Linked DNA regions of Mus musculus: all the other regions are linked to region 2. The links are chromatin contacts, called in public Hi-C and HiChIP or PLAC-seq maps. All regions are on one chromosome and are shown on one strand. Each heading gives the region's core, a stretch centred on a gene start, on an enhancer-like site or on the middle of the called end of the contact. The rest is flanking DNA. Distances are from core to core; before and after follow the strand shown.

What was found. Hi-C and Micro-C count contacts between places; a contact is called where the count stands out from the background. HiChIP or PLAC-seq counts read pairs in DNA pulled down with a chosen protein or histone mark.
Region 1: a contact with region 2 is called in an H3K27ac HiChIP or PLAC-seq map of bone marrow-derived dendritic cells, with 3 times the contacts expected there. The contact joins the enhancer-like site here to the promoter of Ccdc71l in region 2. A contact is called at or near these places in 1 of 39 promoter capture datasets (neural stem cells), 2 of 484 Hi-C or Micro-C datasets (the C10 cell line and the G1E-ER4 cell line) and 5 of 115 datasets of contacts at active chromatin or transcription factors (the 230-238 cell line, bone marrow-derived dendritic cells, bone marrow-derived macrophages and 1 more).
Region 3: a Hi-C map of embryonic fibroblasts shows a contact between it and region 2, with 2.3 times the contacts expected there. The contact joins the enhancer-like site here to the promoter of Ccdc71l in region 2. A contact is called at or near these places in 1 of 39 promoter capture datasets (hippocampal neurons), 1 of 484 Hi-C or Micro-C datasets (embryonic fibroblasts) and 3 of 9 other capture datasets (adipose tissue, macrophages and pancreatic islet).

Annotation. Positions count from the first base shown.
Region 1 is chr12:32,181,268-32,184,615 of GRCm38.p6, reverse strand. All of the region lies in intron 10 of Pik3cg (phosphatidylinositol-4,5-bisphosphate 3-kinase catalytic subunit gamma), which reads left to right. Among named protein-coding and RNA genes, the nearest start is that of Pik3cg, 26 kb to the left of the region's middle. Within about 2 kb of position 1,800, at least 26 of the 459 cell types and tissues checked have an H3K27ac peak or open chromatin away from gene starts, as enhancers often do. A contact at or near this core is called in bone marrow-derived dendritic cells and neural stem cells, where this site is marked.
Region 2 is chr12:32,377,183-32,380,736 of GRCm38.p6, reverse strand. Ccdc71l (coiled-coil domain containing 71 like) reads right to left here and starts at 1,948. Exons shown (of 1, transcript NM_001162903.1): 1 at 1-1,948. The coding sequence starts at 1,753. The coding sequence ends at 1,097.
Region 3 is chr12:32,544,919-32,548,655 of GRCm38.p6, reverse strand. No RefSeq gene overlaps it. Among named protein-coding and RNA genes, the nearest start is that of Gm33380, 35 kb to the left of the region's middle. Within about 2 kb of position 2,040, at least 17 of the 459 cell types and tissues checked have an H3K27ac peak or open chromatin away from gene starts, as enhancers often do. A contact at or near this core is called in embryonic fibroblasts, where this site is marked.

The sequences.
Region 1 (3,348 bases), core at 551-3,050, 200 kb after region 2:
CCACTTCTGTGTTTGCCAGGCCCCAGCATAATCTCACAAGAGACAGCTATATCTGGGTCCTTTCAGCAAAATCTTGCTAGTGTATGCAATGGTGTCAGTGTTTGGAAGCTGATTATGGGATGGATCCCCAGATATGGCAGTCCCTAGATGGTCCATCCTTTCTTCTCAGCTCCAAATTTTGTCTCTGTAACTCCTTCCATGGGTGTTTTGTTCCCAATTCTAAGAAGGGGCAAAGTGTTCACACTTTGGTCTTCATTCTTCTTGAGTTTCATGTGTTTTGCAAATTGTATCTTATATCTTGGGTATTCTAAGTTTCTGTGCTAATATCCACTTATCAGTGAGTACACATTCTTAATACAAACTTTGAAAAAAATTAATTATAGCCTTTGTATTCCTAATGAATTTTTATCTAAATATTTGAGAGACAATGGTATATCCCATTCCCTGGCAAACAGCTAGTTTGTGACTCATGTTCAAGTCCATAAATATGGAACTACTAATTTAAACTCAATAAATAAGTAGCGAAGGGTCAGACACTCTGTGTTTAGACATACCACAGAGTGTTTCTTCCTGCATTAAGTCTATGAATCAACCTTTTCTGGTTTGTTAAGATAAATACTAAGAATGTAGGCTGGGGCAATACATTGACTTTTATTTTAAAATATATTTAATGCATGCCTTGGACTAGACTATTATTTTCTCAACTGTGTCTCTTAGACAGACAGGCTATTTTTTTTTCAGTGATGAATATTTGACAGTTTTCTCCTACCCCTCAGCCTCAGAACCTCTCCCTGGAGTTTCTGTTTCATTGTCCCAGTGTCATTTCTCTACTTAACTGAATATGCACAGTTCATCTCTAGGGAGACTGGAGGGTTTCAGTTGTTAGAAAAAGTATCCATGTGACCTTGAACCTTGAACACTCTAGAACTGCTCTTCAGTGGTTAAGAATTAGTTGGTGGCACAGATGAAATGAGTTGGTTCCGTGACTAGAATGTAAATCAAGGCAAGGTTTGAGCCCTGAAATGGTAATGAATTCCTTTGTTTCCAAGATGTGCGGAGGTGGTAGCCTATAAAAACATTTCTTTCTTTCAGGGCGTAGATGCTACAATTAAGGCATTTAGACAGCAATGGAATTAGGAGCAGATGTACCACACAGGCTCAACCTATTTATTAGCTACTAATGGAGAGTATGCCAGCTAATGCCACCATTGGTAGTGGAATGTTCTCGACAGTAAGTAGTACATGAAACCAAGTCCCCCAGTCAGACTTTCTTCACTCAATAACACACAGCCTCTCACAGGCAGTTAAGAAGAGCAATGTTTGGACCCTGGAAGAAAAAAAAGAAGTCACTTTCAACAGGCAGTAAGTTCTGTGTTCTGGGTTTTTCCCTGAGCTCCCCAGCCACATCCTTTTAGCCATTCCAAACCACGGACCTCTGGGCTGAAGCAGTGCGACCAGGGCACACTCGCAAGCCTTGTCACTGAGTATAAAGGACAGAAATGAAACTTCTGGGGCTTGTGTTGGTGGAGCAGTACCCAACCGTGATCCCCAAAAGATAAGAAGTACCTGTAGATGCCCAGTGTGCAGCATGCTGTGTGTCCGTCGTCGTGAGCCAGTGTGAAGACAGCCCTTTCCATACATGTCGCAAAAACAGGTAGCCGCCCACTCTCACTCCCTTCACCTGCTAAATGAACTGTCTGTGGAATCATTTGGTGGACAGTCTGCATACGAAACTGATGCATTTCGCATTGGGAAATGTGCTCAATAATGCAATTCTTTGAAGTATTTAGTAATGAAAGGGAACTAGTTACACAGCACTTAAATCTCACCACAGCCACAGGAAATGGACGATACTATTGTACTCACCCTACAGATGAAAACACTGAGGTCCAAAAGGCCTCTCTGATTGTTAATAAGAAAGGCAAAATCTGAGTTCATTCAACTAGGTGTGAGGCCGGCTGTTAGCTGCCGTTCCACTCTGTCTTCAACAGAGGATGGTAATGTCTGCCCTCAAGTTTTAAGTTTCTAGAGTCAGTTGGAATCTAGACATTCTGTCTGCCAAGTACGAAACATGCAGTTAAATTCAGGGAAGACACTCCTTTCTCACAGAAGAGCCTGCATGTGAAAGTCACCACTCATCAAACAAGCTAAAACCAACAAAAACCCAGTCTTGCAGCCGGGAATGCAGCTCACTCATACAATGCTCACCGGCTATGCACGAGGTTCTGAGTTCCCTCCTCAACAACCTCCAGAAGATGATAGCTCATATGGGTGGGATGGCCTCCAAGAGACACAGGACCCTGTCCTTTTCCCACTGTGGATCTCTTTGGGCACAGGGATTGTTGGATTTACTTACCATCAACTGAAAGTATTTCATGAACACCTATGGATTAGGGTAACAGTGACTTTGTCTGGACTTAATTTACCTCCTTGAAGTTTTTCTATTAAAAAGAGATTGACCCCCACAGTGGGCTCACACATCAGGAGATTTGCCTGGAGCCTCTAGTGTATAGAAGAATAGGAAATAATTAAAAATCAAAATGTACTTCTGGTTCCAAATCAAAAGACGTCCCCCTAAGTCTGTGTGAAAAGCACAAGAGTTGGCAAATTAATGAGTCTGTGGCCTGAGGTGAAGTCTGCACTCAGCTTCTGTAATTACCAAGAAACTCGAGATGCCTTGGTGGCGTTGGATAAGCAAAGAAAATGATTTCTGGGCATCAGAGGCGTCACTTGGAATGCAAGAGCACTAATGTACTGGGGCTGCCACCAGGTAACAGTTAAAATCTGGGCTGCTGCTGAAACATCCCTGAGATGCTTTGGGGACTGTGTTAGCCCTTCTGCTACAGTGAGCAAAAAGGAGATTCTGAGTTCAGGAAGGAAAGATAGGGACTAACATGTCTGGCATACTCAGGCTGTGCAGCCTGCTGTGCCTGTATTTTATATAAATTGCCTTAGTTGGATCAGAATGATCTGGGTCATTTGATTAAGCTAGGGTAAATATGTCCACCCTCCACTGTCCAGTGTGATGCAGGCCTGACCTCTATTGTCATTGTGGTCACTGTGCCACATGTAAATGTTACAGTGTTATGGTTTGAGACCACACCTACATGCATCTTGATACTCAGTCCTGGGCTGACAGCACTGTGTGGGTAAAGTTGCAGAACCTTAGGACACACAGTACAGCTGGAGGACACATATCTTGGAAGGTTATGTCTGTTTTTGGTTCCAAGCTGAGTTCTCAGATTCCTGTCTGCCGCAGTGTGACCAGGCAGTCACCTCAAGCTCCTGCTGTGCTCTCTTACTTACAGTGATAGACTATCACTCTGAAGCCATTAGCTGAAACAAATC
Region 2 (3,554 bases), core at 699-3,198:
TTGACCAGTTATATGGTACCAAGAAATGCCCCTGCCCCTCCCTATAGATCATTCACAATTCTGGGAATTCTAAAGGGTATTCTGTTTATCTGTTTATTCACAATGTCCACACGTATTGATCTCTCCTAAGCAACTTCCATCTTAATTCTCTTCCCATTAACAATCCTGAATATTATGTTACACCAGGAAGCGAGGTCAAACACCTCCAACTGGATTCCAGTCATTCTTGTAGCCAACATCTTCTTCAAAATTTATTCAATTTTTATCACAAGCCATGTGGTTCAAAACACTTCAATTTTATTCAATTTAAATGAATAGAGTAAGTCAACTTTTTCTTAAACAAAACTTTTAAAGAATATTCTACCATTTTACTTAGGAGCTCAGTAAATATAAACTTTCAATATAAAACTTTATATATAAACACCTTAACCTTTTATTTTAAAGTTGTACTTTGCATCTCTTGTTAATCACTGAGCTCATGAAATTCAAAGCCATACAAATCCTTACATTAACAGTCATAAGCTTGAAACTCTTAAAAGACGACCTTGATCAAAGCTTTGGAATCCAGTAAAAATTAGAAAACGAGTGGCCTTCAGAATACCCTGAGCGTACACCAGCACTTCACCAGGAAACATAGTCGATCTTCTGTCCAGAAAGTGGGGCTGACAGTCAAAAAGAAAACAGAAGGGGAATCAGGAGCAAGTAAAATTCTGGCTGTATTACACAAGCACGAAAACAAAATTCCTTTGGAGAAAAAAATTTGTAAGTCTTCGGAGGTCTTCCAGACCGGTGAGGTAGAGTCCGAGAGGGAGAAAACGCACGTGTCCCTCCAGGTTCTGGAGACGTCTCCATCCGGGTTGGGAAGCAAAGGGACTTCTGTCGCGGGTCCGGCCGTCCCGTCTGGCCGCGGGCGTGGGGGCCGCACCTGTCCCGATCCTGGACCGCGGCGCCGCACCGCATCCAGGGGCCTAGTTCGCGCATAAAGTGCACCAAAGGGGGCCGGTTCTGTAAACATTCGACTGACATTGACATAAGTCCGTTCCAGCGCGCGGAAGCTTCCCCGGGCGGCGGCCGGCAGGAGGCGCCGCAGCGCGCATCACAGCCGGTGCACCGGGAAGCGGCGCAGCCTCACCACCGGGTCCAGGTCCACTCGCAGCACTTGGCTCGCCCTGCGCCGCGCCACCGCCAGGCTGCGCTCGCCCCACACGTCGTCGCCGACGCGGATGGTCGGGAAGCTGGTCAGCGTCGGGGTGGCCGCCCTCCAGATCTCCTCCAGGGTGCGGCCCCCGAAGCTGGATGCGGGAGGCCCGGGCTCCGCGGCCGCAGCGGCGGGGCGCGGCCTACGGGTGTCCGCGGCAGCCCGAGCTCCACGGCGCCTCCTCCTGGGCGTTGCGCGCGGGCGCGGCCGGCGCGCGGGGCGGCTGTCGGGCGCCGGGGGGTCGGGCACCAGTGCCCGGCACGAGGAGTAGCCGTAGACGTCCTTGCTGCGCAGGATGTGCGGGGAGAACTGGTGCTTGAGGCTGCAGAGGAAGCTCCAGAGCTCCGCTTCCGAGCTCATGAACTCCGTGCTGCTGGGCATGAAGAGCTTGAAGGCGTCGCCCAGCGCCTCCGTGCTTCCGGCCAGCGACAGTTGCGACCGCGAGTACACCACCTTCTCCTCCAGCGCCTCCAGCCCGGCCCCTCCTTCCGCTCCGTAGCCGCCGCCCCAGGCAGCCCGGGGCCGGCGCCGCCGCCTCTTCACGCCGCGTCGCATCAGAGGCCGCTCGGGACCGCCCGCCGTCCCTGTCCGCGCCCGGCTCGGCGGCGCTCGCCTGTGCTGGCGCCTTCCGCCCGGCGCTGCTAGCCTGTGCTGGCGCCTTCCGCCCGGCGCCGCTCGCTACTTTTCTCGCCTCGCCGCCCCTCCCCCTCGGGGCGGAGGACGCGCTGGTTGTCCTGTGGCCGGGCTAAAGATGGCGGCAGCGGCGGGCGCCCACCCCGGGGCTTTGTCATTGGACGGCGCCCGCCCCCTCCCCTGGCTTCTCTTTCTTCTCTTCTCTTGCCTCCTTTCGCCCTCAGCCTTTCTTTAAATGGGCCCGCCTTAGTCCCCGCCTCCCACGGCCTCAGCTCCTCCCATTGGGTGCTCTCCGAGTGAGGGGCGGGGACTGATGGGGGAGAGGCCAGTTCGTGGAACATGGTGGCTGTGGTGGGTGATGGTGAGGCCCTGGAAGGCCAGTCAACCATTGGGTGGATCCATGAGGGTTGCCCTGTCAAGAGAAGGAAGTGGGTGGGTGTGAGTGCCATGTTTGGGGGTGTCGTGGGTGATTGTGTTCAGCTGTGGGTTGAGCTGGGGAAGTCTACCAGTCTGAATAATGAGAGAGAACCCCAAGACTTGATAGTATAACAGCTGAGAGAGTTGGGTATAAACTAGAAGGGATGGGCATTTCATGAATCCCTTCTAAAGTCTCAAATCCTGCTTTGGCATCTTCATATGCTTTGCCTCTCTTGACCCCATCTTTTAAGAAAACTAAAAGTTCAGGCATTGATGACAGCTTCCTTCTGGGCAATGGAACCATCTTGGCACATTTAGGAGGTACAGGTCACTGGGAAAGAAAAGAGTTAATACTGTATGAACTAAAAAGTCTGCTCAAGTTGGACAAACAGCAATGGCAGCAAAGCTGTTCTGCTGAAAGAAAACATTTTTTTTAAATCAGAGTGCTATTCCACATTTCAGTTGGTATTAAATTGCCATTCGCAGCACCATCTCTATCCTTGATGTAGTATTCCACGTAATCAATAAGATTCTTTGAGAAGAATACATCCTTAAGAATGAATCACCTTTTGTATTTGGGAAGACAGTAGTAGACATCCTTTTTGTCAATTCCTCTATTCACTCTCAACTCGCTGCCTATTCACATAATAGGCGTTGAATGCATACCAAATGGATGTATGAAATAGCACTGCCTGTTTGAAATGGAGTGCAGCACTGAAATTGCTTAGAACAAGGTAATTATATATTTTGCATTTATATTGCAATTTTCTTTGAAGTCCTTTAAACTTCATTATTCCCCTTGCTGGGGATAGAACCCAGAGCTTCACACATATGAAGACTGCACCCTACTAGTGATCTATACCCTCCAGCCCCTAAGATTTCTGTAAAATAAGGTTTTTTTTTTTTAAATCTATGTCCTGGTGCTAGAATTTTCTTCAGTAAGTATCTTATTTTGCAGCACACAATGAATGCAATGCCAAATTTTTGTGATCTGCATACAGTTAAAATAGTTCCTTTAAATATTTGAGCTGAGACACACCTGGTTCAGTCTTCTTGTCGCACAGATGAGGGCAGTTTAGACCCACAGGAGTTTATTAAGACAGCTTGCTAACAGCAGGGTTGCTGCTATAGAGCTTTATGTCCCTAATCTAGAGATCTTTATATTTCACTGCTGGTTCTTCCACACTGTGTTGTGCTAACTAAATAGAAATGCTTTATGCATGTTCAGTGGCATGACCAAAAGACATAGCTGTATACCCCTGATCGTACTTCTCACCCACAACTAGGAAATTTTAATCTGTCCTGT
Region 3 (3,737 bases), core at 791-3,290, 170 kb before region 2:
GTGGGAAAGAACCCTGAAAACATGAGTTAGAAAATATATACTTTCTCAACTATGCAAAATATAAGGATGCAATACGAATTATATAGAAGTTTCACAAATCTTAAGGAACAGAGGCAGCTGCACTATGAGCCAGCTTGTCAGAAAGCTATGAAGACAGGCAGATACAAAGATAGGCAGATTCTGGAGTTCAAGGTCAGCCTGGAACAAAGGGAGTATAGGTCCAGGTCCAGGTCCAGGTATGGTAGGAATGGTAATTTCAGGGTAGGATCCCACCTAGCTATCTTATTGTCTTGTGCTCCCTGTCTCTTGGTAAGAATCAAGGAACTTGGGTTAATGGGGACCTGGGGGTAATGACTAAATTGGTATGTAAATTAAAAACTGGGTTTTTGATCTGCAAAAGATGAGATAACTAAAGGGATTTCCAAATTGCATAAAAGCTGTCTCAAGCAGAGAGGCAGAGAGCTGTCTGGAGCTCTCCAGAGAAAACTAAAAGAAGAGAGGGGGGAGGGAGAGTGTAATCTGGAAAGCCATCTCGAGCAGAACATAGGCCATCAGTTTGGACCCAGAATTACTTCAAGTTCTTTGTTTGCTACTCCCACACACCCCTTCTCTCAGGATCCCCTCTCAAGCTGAGTCAGGTCCTTAGTAAGCAAGAATATAATTATGGCTATCAGAAGACTCTGGTCATCCTTTACTCTGGTAGAACCAGTAAAAACTGTGGATTTGTTGGTTGACATGATTTTGTCTTCATTTGTCAGGATGATTAAGGGATAAGCTTCCATGACTGATTGACAAAGGCATGTGACACAGTGAGCTTCGTTTAATTTGTGTTTAGATTCTACATCATAGTGGATCTCAACTTTCCTTATGCTGCAACCCTTGAATACAGTTCCTCATGTTGTGGTGACTCCCACCCATAACTATTTTTGTTGCTACTTTATAATTTTTCTTTCTCTTTTAAATTTAATTTTATTTGTAATTCATTTTTATACCCACATTCCATTTCCCGCCCCTCCTATCCCACCCTCCAACTGCTCTACATCCTACACCTCCTCCCTACCACACTCTGTCTCCACATGGATGCCCCCACCCTCCACCCCATCTGACCTCTAAACTCCTTGGGGCCTCTAGTCTCTTGAGGGCTAGGTGCATCATCTCTGAATGAGCATAGACCTAGAAATCCTCTACTGTATGTGTGTTGGGGGCCTCATATCAGCTGGTTTGTGCCATCTCTTTGGTGGTCCAGTGTTTGAAAGATCTTGGGGGTCCAGATTAATTAAGACTGCTGGTCCTCCTATAGAATCGCCCTTCTCCTAAAATTCTTTCAGCCTTCCCTAATTCAAAAACAGGGGTCATCTGCTTCTGTTCATTGGTTGGGTGCAAATATCTTCATCTGACTCTTTCAGCTGCTTGTTGGGTCTTTCAGAGGGCAGTCATGATAGGTCCCTTTTTGTGAGAACTCCATAGCCTCAGTAATAGTGTCAGGCCTTGGGACCTCCCCTTGACCTGGATCCAACTTTGGGTCTGTCACTGGACCTTCTTTTCCTCAGGCTCCTCTCCATTTCAATCCCTGTAATTCTTTCAGACAAAAACAATTATGGGTCAGAGGTGTGACTATGGGATGGCAACCCCATCCCTCACTTGATGTTCTGTCTTCCTGCTGGAGATGGGCTCTATAAGTTCCCTCTCCCTACTGTTGGGCATTTTGTCAAAGGTCCCTCCCTGTGAGTCCTGGGAGTCTCTCACCTCTAAGGTCTCTATAATTTTTCTACAGTGATGAATCATAATATAAACATCTGTGTTTTCCAGTGGTCTTAGGCAACCACTGTGAAAGGGTCTTTCAACCCCCAAAGGAGTCTTTGTGGTGCACAGGTTGAGAACTGCTGTTATAGCAGCAGTCCCCAAAGCTCTAGGGGAAAGAATAGGTTCCAACATCCTTTCTGGATGATAAATATTTTGCTCAGAATGGAAATATGCCAAATCAATGCCTTTAATTTGCTAGGGCAGTATCAGCAGACAAAAATGGAGCCTGCCTGAGGCATGACATGAGTCATTCAGAAGGAATGCCCTGAGTCCTCAGCCCCTGAACTTGCCATATGTATGCAGTGGTAGAAAAAGCAATGACCCAGATTCTCTTCAGCACTAGGGCCATATCTGTTAATGGAAACTAATAACTGTGTGGCTTGTATAGCTTTCTAACATGTTTTGTTCATTGTTCCATAAGTATCTGAGGAATGTAACTCAGCAAAGGATCAATATTTACAAACATACAAGGCTGAAAGGTATAATATCAACACATCTATATTGTAAGAAACATGGTATGTTAACTAATCTGCCTTTGTGCAGATGGGAAACAACATCGAATGAAAATATGCATCTATCACAATGGAATGAGAAGCAGCAGATGGTCTTATGCCTCTGTCAGCTGCATACTGAACAACTACATGATATAACAGAGCTCATTATTCTAGACTCTTAAGACTTTATCATTCTTGAAGTAATACCAAGGAAAGTGCCTATATAGTTCATAAGTTTGTCTTCTGTGATATCTTGCTTTGATAGGAATTGATTTAACCAAGTAAATTCATATGTTCATATCATGTGTCCCATATATTTAGGAGTAAATATTTTGAGCCGGTTTGAAAACAGTTATCTACTTTACTTTGGGCAATATGACCCTGACCAGGATTAGGACTAAGTTAACACATTCATCAAATCTGTATTACATTCATGCCATAGGGCCTCATACTATAAATTCTGCTGTTCTAGTTCACACCAGAGCAAGTCTGGAAAATTCTGGAAGAGGCAAAAGCAAAAGGTTTAGAGAATACTATTGGACCAGCAAATGATTCAAGATAATATCAAAGGCTACCAACCATCCACAAAGATATCTCATCTCAAGTCCATAATCTGACTTCCTACTTGATTACCAAGTTCTTACTACTAAGAATTATCAATCCATCTAAGCTGCTTAGTTGGCTAAGCTGCTGTTCTAATTAGAGTAAGCCATGTAATCGGCCCAAATCACCACTGAGCTAAGGCATGTGTTCTGTTCTATGTGTTTGTTTCTCACTGCCACTGCAGAAGGTCCCAATCACTGAGCCACTGCTGAACCCAAAGACATGCTATCACTGCTAATAAGATATGAGGTATTCAGGGGTGACACCTTCTCTTCACCCCTCTTCATCACTTGTGGTAGTCTGAAGAGTTGGCCATGAGAGAACTCAGCTATCACCCAGGCCAAGATCGAGGGCTCTGAGTTGGTTGAACCCAAAATCTGTATCATTGTTAAATGGTTGGGACATGGGTAAGGGACAGTCGTGCTGATCCAAAGATTCAGGATCTCTATGACACAGTAGAACAACAGGATAACTGGGAGGAGTCCTGATGATGAGCCAGTATTGATGATGATCAGACAAACGACTCATTGCAATGAACATTTGCAAGTGAAGATGTGTGGACAGAAGGAGATACTGTGGGACACACACAGTGACACAATACAGCTTTCACAGTGAGATGTTTTCTATGCTTTGTGTGTGTGTGTGTGTGTGTGTGTGTGTGTGTGTGTGTTTATTTGGGGGTAAGGTTGTAAGGCCAAAGGTCAAGTATGAGGGGATGGGAAGATAAATGTGACTGGGATGCATGATGTGAAATTCACAAAGAATCAATAACAAGTTTTAAACAAACTGAAACCTTCAACAACAGTCTAATTTAAAGAGAAAACATAATATCTTATC